Linked DNA regions of Sus scrofa: all the other regions are linked to region 1. A link is a contact called in public Hi-C and HiChIP or PLAC-seq data. All regions are on one chromosome and are shown on one strand. Each heading gives the region's core, a stretch centred on a gene start, on an enhancer-like site or on the middle of the called end of the contact. The rest is flanking DNA. Distances are from core to core; before and after follow the strand shown.

Region 1 (3,736 bases), core at 378-2,877:
TCCTTCCCCACATAAAGGGCTAGACAAACAAGATCCCTGGACCATGCAGAAATAGCAACAGGAATGCCAAAATCTTGTGAGCATTTTCACTGGCTTGTCCCCCAAACCACACCCAGTAGGAACAAAACACTCAAAAGTTCCAGCAATTTGTAAACCATTATTCAAAAGGTGAGTCGATCTCACCTTCTCTTGATAAGTCTTAGGGGGATGAGCCAAATTAAAAACTCACTAAAATGCTCCTTTATGCACTCAAGGGGCTGTCCCTCTCAAGGTTTAGCTCGGCCCTGGAGGATGATTCTTTGGGGGATTACTGTGCTGGGGGAAGGGAGATGAGAGGTGTGGGGCAAATTCTTGGACAGAAAATAATGTCCCTGGATGGCTGTTGTCACAAATCTCTTATATATTACAACAGAGGTATCATACCATTCCTCAAATAGGGCTTTCTTACAGGGGTGGGGTGGGGAATGAAAGCCTTGACCCAAGAGAAGAAAGAAGTCCAGAACCTCAGTTTTTGCCATTAAAACTCCCAAATGTGGATGAACCAAGATTCTCAACACATCGCTGGCCTCGCACTTTCACTGCGGCACCACCACTGCTGTCATCTGATTGTACAACAGAGTGTTGAAGCCCTGTCATGGAACTGTGGTGGCCAGCCGAGACTGTCACAGCTATCTGCAGGAAAGGGAGCGTGCCTTAGGAAAATTCCAGTATAAAGCAAGATGAAACACCTTGAGTTCATCACCAGGAGCAACAGCATACAGAATTATTTGATCAACCCATTTAACTCTATCAGTGGTACTTTAATTAACTTTGCGGGAAAAGGAATAAAAGTTTCCAAGGCATCACCTTTCTTAGTGAAAGATAAGAAGGTAAACACGTTGTCATATTTATCCCCCCCCCAAAAAAAATGTCCTCTTTGGAGTAGGACACAATGACTGCCATTACCTCCTTTCTTCTAGAATACCCTGAATTATCAAGTTTTTATTGGAAAGTATATGCATTGATACATCTATCATAAAAAAATATATTAAGTGTTCCTATTTTTTTCAAAGGCTTCCCTCAGCTAATATCTATTTCCAAGGGACAGTTAGGATGCAAATGACATTTTGCTTAATTAAAAATGATAACATTTTGTCTAAAACAAACTAGAAACTTTAAGGAAAACTCATCCACTGGCATTCTTTTGAAACATACACATAAAACGTTCGACAGTGCTTTTTCTTGCCTATGGGTGTTTGTTGTGCAAGACAGGAATTCCGTGTGCAGTAACTGAATGAGGAATTGGAACCTTCTCATGGAAGTTTTACCTAATTACGCTCCGACGTGGAACAAAGGACAAGATATACATACAGTAGCTAAAGAGTTAATCTTTAGCAACTCTGCTCAAAAATCCTAATGGCAGACTGCCCATCATTCTTTTAGACAGAGCTTGTCAGAAAAACTAGGGCAGCTTGTCCAGCTCAGCAGTCAAATGATTACTAGTGAACTCAATGGGGCTCCCAGCCAACCCCTGCGATTGCTGCCAGCCCCTTGGGTATTCAAAGGCCAAGTTCCAATGTGGTTTACTTTGCCAGAATCACATGATGTCAGTGCTATTTTCTTCGGACCAGACCAACCAGTCATTCAGGTTCCTGCGAATGGGATGAGTGCAGGAGGCTGAGGCCAGCACTTAGCTGTTAGAGGTCACACAGACACCGAGGGGCTATGCCTTGTCACCAGAGCCCCGGGGGGCCCCTAGAGCCTCCTGTGGAAAGCCTGCTCATCCCCGTGTGTCAGTTCCAGTGACCCGATCCTGCACTGCATCCTGGTACCCGAGTCCCCTCCACGACCAGGAAAGACTCAGGCTCACTGGACAGGGGACACACTTGGGGCGGAAAACAAACAGGTCCAACTTTTATAAATAACCAGCTGGGTAGGAAAGCAAGAGAAAACGGGCCTTGGCTTTCACTCCCATTACATTATTTGAGGTTTAATAGGCGAGCCGCATAAATTCTGTGGGATTTAGTCAGCTTTATCCACATGTGCCCACATTCCCTGCCTGGTAGTAGGACATGAATTAATTTTTACATCTATCTGGAGATTTTTCAGTTGCTACAGGATTTGCAAGAGTACATGTGTCCAAGGGGTAGCCAGTTTTTAAAATTGTGGTTACCCTTATCTCTCAGTAAGAAAAATCATTTCACTCCTCAAAACCCAAGACAGGGAAATAAAAATGAGGTCTACTTTTTAGCCTTTCCTTCCTTTAGGAGAAAATCTAAGTGTTGGGAATAGTAAAAGGACTGGTGGAGCTTGTGGACACCACTTTCAAAGTCTAGAAATAATTTCCCAAGTGCTTTAAGCACTTTGATTTATTGCTGATTATCCTCTTTATTCTTTCTTTCTTAGGGTGTTTAGAGACCTATTTATGATGAATTCATTTAAAAACATTCATTTTAAAAGATGTTAAGTCCTGAAAATACCTTAAAAGTTAAAAATAGTATACAGAGATTTTATATTTTGTCATGATATGTGGCTTTTTCCATCTTTTCTTTTTCCTGTCAATAAATAAAAGTAGTAAAGCTACTGAGGAAAAATATGCACTAAGGTAAGAATTATAACAATTTTAAACATTTACATTATTAAGAGAAAACAAGCTGCTTCAGTTTTAACATGTGAAAGAAAAATGAAGGTAATAATTCCATTAATTGCACAATTAGTATAAAAGACAGTACATGTTTGATGAATGAATGAGCAAATGAATTCTCTATTATTCACTACTTGTTACATTTTTACTAAATACTACCTTGGGGAAACTCTGAGCAAAGTGACTGAGAAGAAGATTTTAAATACAAAGTGTCTTAAGGTTTACAGATAGAGTTTTCCATCTATCAGCTTTGTTGGAGGAGGAGTGGCTTTCCCATCTCTTCGCATCAAAAGACTGCACCCATGACAATCACCAGCATTAAATCCAGGTAAACTTTTACAAGCAGAAGTCAATCTGTCAAGGAAAGTGTATGGTTACAAAAGACTGGAGAAAGAGGGAGGGAGGGAGAAAAGGGAGGTAAGATTCTTAGGACAGAAGGAAGGAAAACAAACCCCCTCCAAAAAAAAATTATTTTTACATCAATGCTTCTTAATTTTCATTCATTCCATCCATGAAAAAAAGTTTAAGCAGATTGGCAACAACTTCAAAGTCAATGTTATCACCAGTTATTCAATCAAAATCAGGTGCTATAGTTAACTCTCCCTGATGGTTATAGCTCATCTTTGACTATTCAACTTATCTTTTGTCCTGCTTTTTTATTTCCTTCTCAGATGCATCTTCACAGCATACCTCTAACATAACATCTTTAATGAACTAACAAATGTTTGAAAGAAAGAAGCTTGCTGGATACGAGTTCTTTGGTGCAAAGGGACTAAGCAGTCACTACCAATTAGATTATAGCTGGATAATTTGACAGTTCTCAAGATGATTGTTTCAAGGAAGGCTGGAAATGTACAAAGAGAGAACAGTCTGTACATGTGTCATGTGTGGTTTTCTCTGCCTAGGACAATACAACACAAAAAATCCCAGAAGGAAAAAAGAAAGGGAAATTTTGATCCTTTTGACAGTGAAGAAATAATGCACAAATTAAATGTTTTAAGGCAAGTTGTCTGAAATTCTCTTTTGAGAATAAGTAATATCCTGGGAGCTGCCCCTAGATAGCTTTGAGGAATTTGTAGGGTAAGTATATACTGCTCAAGCCAACATCTAAGG
Region 2 (3,736 bases), core at 860-3,359, 72 kb before region 1:
GGTAGAAACATGCAACTCTGAAGGGAGTTAATGTCACCTTCATGATGACACAACATAAGGCAGGTTAAAGGTGACATCAGGGGATAGGAGCTGTACCCTCTACGTGAGCCTTAGCATGTTAAGTCAAATGGACTTCAAACTGGAACCACAAAATTCTTTCCCAACAGCTTGTTGCTGAAATTTGGATCCAGTAAAGAATAAAGGTCTCTTCCAGTCCTAAGAAAATACTCAGAAAAATGGCACCCCCTGTTTCCACAACAGCCCATTTGGAAAACCCTATTTTTTTCCCCTGTGGCAAATTACCCTTCACCTCCCCCCCCCAATTCCAAAAACTGCAGACAAATTTCTTCAATTGAAAAAATGTAATTACTAAAGAAAACCACAAGCATTTGAGGGAAAGCTGAAGTAGATCTTAAATTTGAGTCACACACTTGCTTTTAATAATAATAATTCTACTTTCTAAAATAATCTGGCACTTACCGGCACACAGTGACAGATCTGCCCTCATATTCCAATGCCTGTGCCCTCCCATAGCACAAACTGGATCCCAAAACACAGAAGAGGCCCCCTCAGGGAGCATGCAAGAGAACATTTACTTTTTAGACTGTAAATTCTAACACTGTAATCTCCTTTTAATTCTTATGTCACATTATATTGGTCAGTTAATTCCAACTGCTGGAAAAGGAAGTAACTAGGGAGTCACAGTTGGCAAAGAAACCAAACATGAACTGTTACTGTGGTTAACTTCAGAGAAAGAATTACTAAGCCCACATCTAAAACCCTTCCAATTCACCATCTAAAAGTCAAATTACTCTATACCCAAAGGTTTTATCTAACTGCTTCCATCATTTCCTCAAGTCCTGAGTGTGTATGTGTGTGAGTGTCTGTCTGTCTTCTGCTGTGTGTCTGTGTACTTCATATGTTACAGTGAATCCTGTGTCTGTCCCTCACTAGCTGTTTGATCTTGTACAAAATTACTTAACTCTCGAGGCTTGGAGTCTTCATCTTAACTGTAACACTTCTACCTTATAGAATTATTCAAAGATTTTATTATACAAAGCATCAAGCACTGATCAGACCTATATTACACAACAATAATGAAAGATTATTATTAAACATAAAGGCCACATTCAAAACATGACTAATATTTTTAATGGACTAACTCTCAGGAAGAAAGGGGAAAAGGGGATATGACTAAATTTGTCCATCCCAGTGTAAGCACCTAAAACGGTCTGTGGTGAATCAACTGAAGATGGTTGAGTATGTACCCTCCTGAAAATTCCTATGTAAATGCTTTAGTCTTACTCTCCCCTAAAGAGGGAAAGGCACTGCTGTCATTTAAAGTCTCTCAAGGAGCTGTTATGCTCAAAAGGCAGTAGATACCAGCCATGTGATGAAAATCACCTTCTAGAAGACCAAAGTCTTCAAAGAAGGAGGGTGGTAAGAATAGGAATTGTGAGCTGCCCAGAACAGAATCTTGAGTCTAGAAAGATTCTGATGTGGTAGAGAAAAAGCAAAGGAAAGGGGTCTTGAAGGCAGCAGAACTAAGCCAGTCCTCTGTCATTCCCTCCACAGTTTATTTTCTCTTCCTTGATCTCAGACTATGTCGTCTACATTTCTTTGTCTTTCTGATTTGACTGGACAGAAAGTAGAAATGAAATACATTTCATATTACATACTTATGAACTTTATAATACCTATTCTTTGTGTTTTAAAAGCGTGACTTAAACATTATATTTCTTCTAGGGAAAAGAATAGTTAAGGAAGGTATGTCTAAATTCATGCACTTTAAATTCAAACAATTCCTCTTCCCCCAAGTTTCAGGTTCTTCAGGAATAAGAAAAGATTCTCATTCGTACATGACCCTTATTAACCTTTCTTCAATCCTTTCATATACTCTTTCTTAAAAAGTAGCCAATCTTTCATGGCTCTTCTAATATCTAAACTTTACCTAAGAAGTGACCAAGTTTCTCTAAGGATCCAATTTTATGGAAGATCTTGGAATACATAAGTAATCTAAATGACTTGTCCACAGTTACACAGCAACAGTTAAAACTGTGTTTGCTCCATGGGCCACCCATTCAGACACAGTGCCTCTTGAGTGGTTATGATGCAATCTTAAAATCAGGCAAAGCCCAAAGTCCTTTCACTAGATTAAAAGTTCTGGGAATGTCACCTCCCCCTCATCTCCCTTCTCCTTCCCACCATTTACCAATATGTTCAAAACCTTCTTCAGAAATATAAAAACCCTTTAGCTATTCTTTCTAACTGAAGTTGGAAATTATTATCATTGAAGTCTCAGCACTAATGGATTCTTTAAAAAGAGGCCAACTCTAAACAAATTTAGTTTGGGTTCTCTTTGCTAAACAAAGGAAATTCTAATGTTTTACTAATAATCTGGTGGAAGTCCAATAAAATGTTTGTTAAATACATAAGATAAAAAATAAATAATGACCTGTTAAATGCTTGTTACCAACTTTCTTAGGTGTGGGGAGGGCAGAGGAGGATGAATGCAATTATTTGATATGGTTGAATCATCACAACTGTGAGAGATTTTTTGAAGGTCATTTATGTAAACATCAATTAAATGAGAATCAACAAGATTTATGGAGCACCTTCTGTACTCCAGTTACTGATGTTTGGAACATAATAGCTTCTCCATAAATGTGTGTTAAATTTACATTTAATTTACAATAATGACCTTTAAAATGTTGTTTAAAGAAGAATATACATTTCATTCATGCCTTTTAGAAGCTCAGAGGTTGCTCAGACAGAAATGTAAAAATTTAAAAAAAATAAACTGGGATAGGTGTTATAAATAAGTATATATCAAGAGGAAATCATTAGTTCTTCCTATGAAGGATGGCCAAGGGCATATCATAAAAGATTTCAGAGGGAGGTGACCTTAGAAACAGGGTCTTGAAAAATGAACACATCTCATATCTTCCTAGTACATATTCCTCTCTACTACCAATATGATATCTTGAAAAGCTAAAACTGATAAAGCTGTTTCCCTGCTAAAATTCTTACATTTAATCCCAATACACAGAAAAAAACGCCAAAACTTTTAGGATACCATTCAAGGCACTTGGATCTAGCCCCTACCAACACCTGGGTCATACTGCAGCCCCTGAACCTTTCAGTTTCATGTGAGTCACTTCTACTTGTTGGCCCTGAGCCTTTGTACATGGTATCCACCTTTTTTTCCTCCCTAAAGCCCTCCATGTTGAGGTCCTTCCTATTAGATTCTAAACTATATAAAGTCAGGGTTACTGCTCTGCTTAACCTTACAGCCCTGATCTTTGGTACGGTGGTTTTAAATTTGGTTAAGCCAAATAAATAGAAAACAGTTGGTCTATAAACCATGGAAGTGCATAAAGAATACTAGGCACGCCCCTTCTGTGCAGAAACGTCTTTCAAAAATGATACAAATAAACTTACTTACAAAACAGACATAGACTCACAGATACAGAAAACAAATGTGTGGTTAACCAAACGGGAAGAAAGCAGAGTGTGGGGGGGAATTAACAGACATACACTACTGTACATAAAGTAGATAAACAACAAGGACCTACTGAATAGCACAGGGAACTATATTCAAAATTTTGTAATAACCTATAATGGAAAAGAATCTGAAAAAGAATACATACACATATAATTGAATCACTTTGCTGAACACCTAAAGTACTATAAATCAACTATAACTCAATTTTAAATAAATAAATGAGTAAATAAA
Region 3 (3,736 bases), core at 845-3,344, 64 kb after region 1:
GTTTGACCAACTGGTTTAAAATTGTATAAACTGTGTTCTTATAAAAGTCTAAAGCCAGTATTTTATTTCATAACACAGTTCCTAAAATCTAAGGACAAATTTCAAAGTGAAAAAAATTTTAAAGGATCTTATTTTTCCAGCATTACTTCTACCTTACGATCTACTCCCAAATATCGTTAAATGAACAGGTCTGCACAAAATGAGCATTTCTTAAAAGTCCTTAACTTTCACCACAACCAACTCGAGTCAACGTAAAGATCGCCCTGATGGTGTGGTCCCTAGAAACCTCAAAATGCGGATCGCGATGCACCAGAGTTTCAGATCCCCAAATTAAGCAAAGGAGTGGGTCGCAGGACCACGACCTCGGACTCTCTTCGTCGAATGCCCACTGCCTTCAGCGGGAGTCCAGAGGCGCCCACAACAACTAGTGCTGGTCCCCTCGCCCAAGTTCACCAGTTGTTTTTGAGAGCTCAGTGTCCCTCTAAAGTTCCTCTAAAGCCAGAGTCCGTCTCGGCGCGCAAGTGACCGAGAAGGGCATCGGGCACCCTGGGCAGGGGCGCAGCAGGCACTCGGGGGGCCGCAGGGGGCGAGCGCTCGCCGGCCTGGGCCCTGCCCACCCCCGGCGGCCTCACCCGGCCCAACCGCCCTGGCAGCTCGCAGTCGTCTGCTCTCAGTGCCCAGGGCGCCGGGATGGGCACGCGCGGTGACCGTGGGCGAGGGACCGTGCGCTGAGTCCCACGCCGCCCTGCAAACCCCACCGCAACTCCCGGCTGTTTCTTCTGCGGGGGACCGGGGTGTGCGGAGATCAACTAGAGCCATTAATTGTCCGCAGACGATAGCAACAAAACAAAACAAAGGCATTTCGGGCTAGAGAGAAAGCTCGAGAGAGCGACCGAGACATGTACCTGAGTGAGACAGATGGGAGAATACATCATGACTTCGCCTTAAAACGCACTTTCCCGGAGATGCCCAAGAAAATCTTCAAAAAGCAAGAATTTCATCTATTCATTTTACAGTCATCTGAGCCTCGCGATGCGATCAATCAGGACCGGGCTCTGCGCTGGATCACCGCAACTTCACAACAAACCCAGTCCTCCTTAAATAGCCAAAGATTCAAGTTCACTCGGCGTGCTAGATTTCCCGGGTTGAAATCCAATCTACACTTTTAACCCTCCTGCAGTCCGAGCGCGCTGGCCGTGCTCGCCGAGGCCGCCGCCGCCGCCGCCGCCGGTGTTGGCTGCTTTTCGCCCGGGTTTGGGGATTTGTTTTCTGTTTTGCAGTTGTTGTTGTTGTTGGGGGCTAGGGGGTGCACGAAGGTTCGGTGTGGGTTGGATTGGGGTAGTAGGTGGTGGTGAAATGCTTTTTTAAAAAAGGCGGGGAGGGGGGCGCAGGAGAGAGGGCGGGAGGGAGAGCGAGGAGAATGTGTCACCGCGCTGGGAAAGTTCAAGGTTACAGCCCGGAGCACTGCGGCAGGATCCCGGAGTGGTGATCGCAGGCGAAACTTTGCCGCGAGCCGACCATGTGTGTGCGCGAGGGGGAGCGTGAGCGAGTGCGCGCGGGTGGCGGGGCGCGCGCGGGAGAGGGCCTGGGTGGGGGCGGGGTGGGGTGGGGGAGCCTGGAGAGGCCGGGGTGAGGGAGGGGGCGCGAGCGCAGGTCTCCCGAGCGGAAGAAGCTCGCGGCGCGCGGTCCCCGGCTGCAGCCGCCCGCGCAGGCTCCTCCACGCCCGCCCGCCGGCCCGCCCGCCTCGCCCCGCGTCTGACCCGGCTGAGCGAGGAGGCTGCTGCTGCTGCCGCTGCCCAGAGCCCAGGGGGATCGGAACGCGCTCCTGAAAAATCCCAAACGATAAATCCCGCTCTCCCGTTCGGCTGCAAACTCCTCTCTTTTCTGCTCTGGGCTCTTTTTTCCCCTCCCTCTCTCGCTTTCTTTCGTTGCAAAACTTGGAAGTTGAAAAATTCACCGGTTCCACCCTCTGGACCCCGCTCGAGCTCTCTCCAAATCAGACTTAAGGATTGTTTTATTATTTAATTACACAATCATCGCTTTACTCCTCCTCCTGCAAACGCGCATTCCTTTTGCACCAGCCTCTCCACACCCCCCGCCCCCCACCTTCCTCCTCCTCCTCCACTAGCTTCTCTCTCTCTCTCTCTCTCTCTCTCTCTCTCTCTCTCTCTCCCTCCCCCCCCCTCTCTCGTTTAAGGTCTCATTCCAGTTCAACAGAACCACTTTTTTTTTTCTCTTTTAATAGATTTTCTTTCGCCCTTTGGACGAATAAGTCCCGCACCCCACCACCACCATACGTACACACCCCCGAAAACCCGCCCTGGAAGAGCTATTTCGGTGCTCGCTGCGCACTCTTTAAGCCGCGGGAACCTCCAAGTGGAAGAAACACTGAGCCGGACTGGGCCCGAGAAAGGAACGAATGGAAAATTCCCTCACACCCTGGCCGCCCCGGGGCCCGGGCTGGGGCGCCGACTCTCGCACCCCGGGCGGGCGCGGTATGCCAAGCCCGCTGGCTAAAGGGAGGAGGGGGAGGTCGGGGAGGCGGGGGCCTGAGTGAACTTGGGCTCAAGTAGTTGGGGCGCGCCGGCATGGTTGGGGGCGGGGCCCTCGGGGGTCTCCCCAGCGCAGGCCCGCGCCCCCGAGCAGCTCCGCAGAAGCAGCGCGCCTCGCCGTGGTTTGCCGCCCTCCCTGGGGGGGTGCCTGGTGCACGTGGCCTCGCTCGGAGCGGGAGGACTGGTCCGAACTGCCGCCACCGCTGCCTCCAGCTCCCGCCTCCTCCTCCTCCTGCAACCCGCTCAGCACTCCTCCTGCAGCCCCTTTGGCTCTCTCCCAATCCCCACCTCCCCGCGGCCCGGGGCGCCGGCGGAAAGCGGCTCCCGCCCAGCTAGGGTGCAGGCAGGGCGGGGCCGCGGCGCACCCGGGGCTGCGGGGCGGCCGGGCGCGCGCACGCGCGCGAGCCGGGTGCGTGTGCCGCTACAAGCCCTGCAGAGGCGGCAGTGCCCGCCTTGCTCCCGCGCGGGGCCCTGCCCCCACCCCGCTCAGAGCGGCGGGCCCCGTGTGAATGAACTTGATTTCGGAGGTTTGGAGGCCGGCGGTTTGTCTTGCACTCTTTCTGCGCGCGCGCATACATACGCGCGCACACACACACACACTCACTCGCTCACTCACATACACACCCCACCCCCCACATTCCGGTTTTCGGCTCGGGGTGGGTGGGGAAGAGGTGGATGCAAAGGCTGGGCAGACAATGGGTAGAGGAAAAGTGAGTGCCAGGGGCTCCGTGTCTACCTAGCCCGGGGCTGCGAATGGGACCTGACAACCTAGCCCCGGGGCGGGGCCTCCCCCGCCTCCGGCTGTGTTCTGGGGCTGTTTCGAGGCTCTCCTCTGATTCTTCTTTCCTCTTTTCCCCGCTTCCCTTACCTCGATTTTTTTTCCCTCAACTTTCTCCTCTCTCAGTCTCTCCGGTTCCTGCCCACCGCCTCCTCCCCTTCACTCCCCACCCCCACAGCCGACCTGAAGGAACCAGTGACTTTTTCCATCACCAAGTGGGAGTTATCCACATCAAGCATTTCACAACGACACATCAAGAAAAGTAGGCAGGTTCAAGTCAACCATGAAATGGTCACTTTTTAACCCCGTCCTGTCCTCATTAGGGAAATGCTCAAACACAGTCCGTTTTCAAAGAGCGCTCTTAATGAGGCAAGCCTGCCAAGTCTACCAGCTGCAGCCCCCGTAA

Evidence for each region. Hi-C and Micro-C count contacts between places; a contact is called where the count stands out from the background. HiChIP or PLAC-seq counts read pairs in DNA pulled down with a chosen protein or histone mark.
Region 2: a contact with region 1 is called in a Hi-C map of liver, with 1.8 times the contacts expected there. The contact joins two enhancer-like sites. A contact is called at or near these places in 5 of 47 Hi-C or Micro-C datasets (liver, psoas muscle and skeletal muscle).
Region 3: a contact with region 1 is called in an H3K27ac HiChIP or PLAC-seq map of skeletal muscle. The contact joins the promoter of NFIB here to the enhancer-like site in region 1. A contact is called at or near these places in 1 of 5 promoter capture datasets (liver), 11 of 47 Hi-C or Micro-C datasets (alveolar macrophages, embryonic fibroblasts, epiblast stem cells and 5 more) and 1 of 2 datasets of contacts at active chromatin or transcription factors (skeletal muscle).

The regions. Positions count from the first base shown.
Region 1 is chr1:208,244,507-208,248,242 of Sscrofa11.1, reverse strand. All of the region lies in intron 2 of NFIB (nuclear factor 1 B-type), which reads right to left. Among named protein-coding and RNA genes, the nearest start is that of NFIB, 64 kb to the right of the region's middle. Within about 2 kb of position 1,627, at least 35 of the 83 cell types and tissues checked have an H3K27ac peak or open chromatin away from gene starts, as enhancers often do. A contact at or near this core is called in liver and skeletal muscle, where this site is marked.
Region 2 is chr1:208,316,579-208,320,314 of Sscrofa11.1, reverse strand. All of the region lies in intron 2 of NFIB (nuclear factor 1 B-type), which reads right to left. Among named protein-coding and RNA genes, the nearest start is that of NFIB, 140 kb to the right of the region's middle. Within about 2 kb of position 2,109, at least 5 of the 83 cell types and tissues checked have an H3K27ac peak or open chromatin away from gene starts, as enhancers often do. A contact at or near this core is called in liver, where this site is marked.
Region 3 is chr1:208,180,755-208,184,490 of Sscrofa11.1, reverse strand. NFIB (nuclear factor 1 B-type) reads right to left here and starts at 2,094. Exons shown (of 12, transcript XM_021063648.1): 1 at 906-2,094. The coding sequence starts at 935. It overlaps LOC100514506 (a long non-coding RNA gene), which reads left to right and starts at 2,962. Exons shown (of 4, transcript XR_002335940.1): 1 at 2,962-3,736.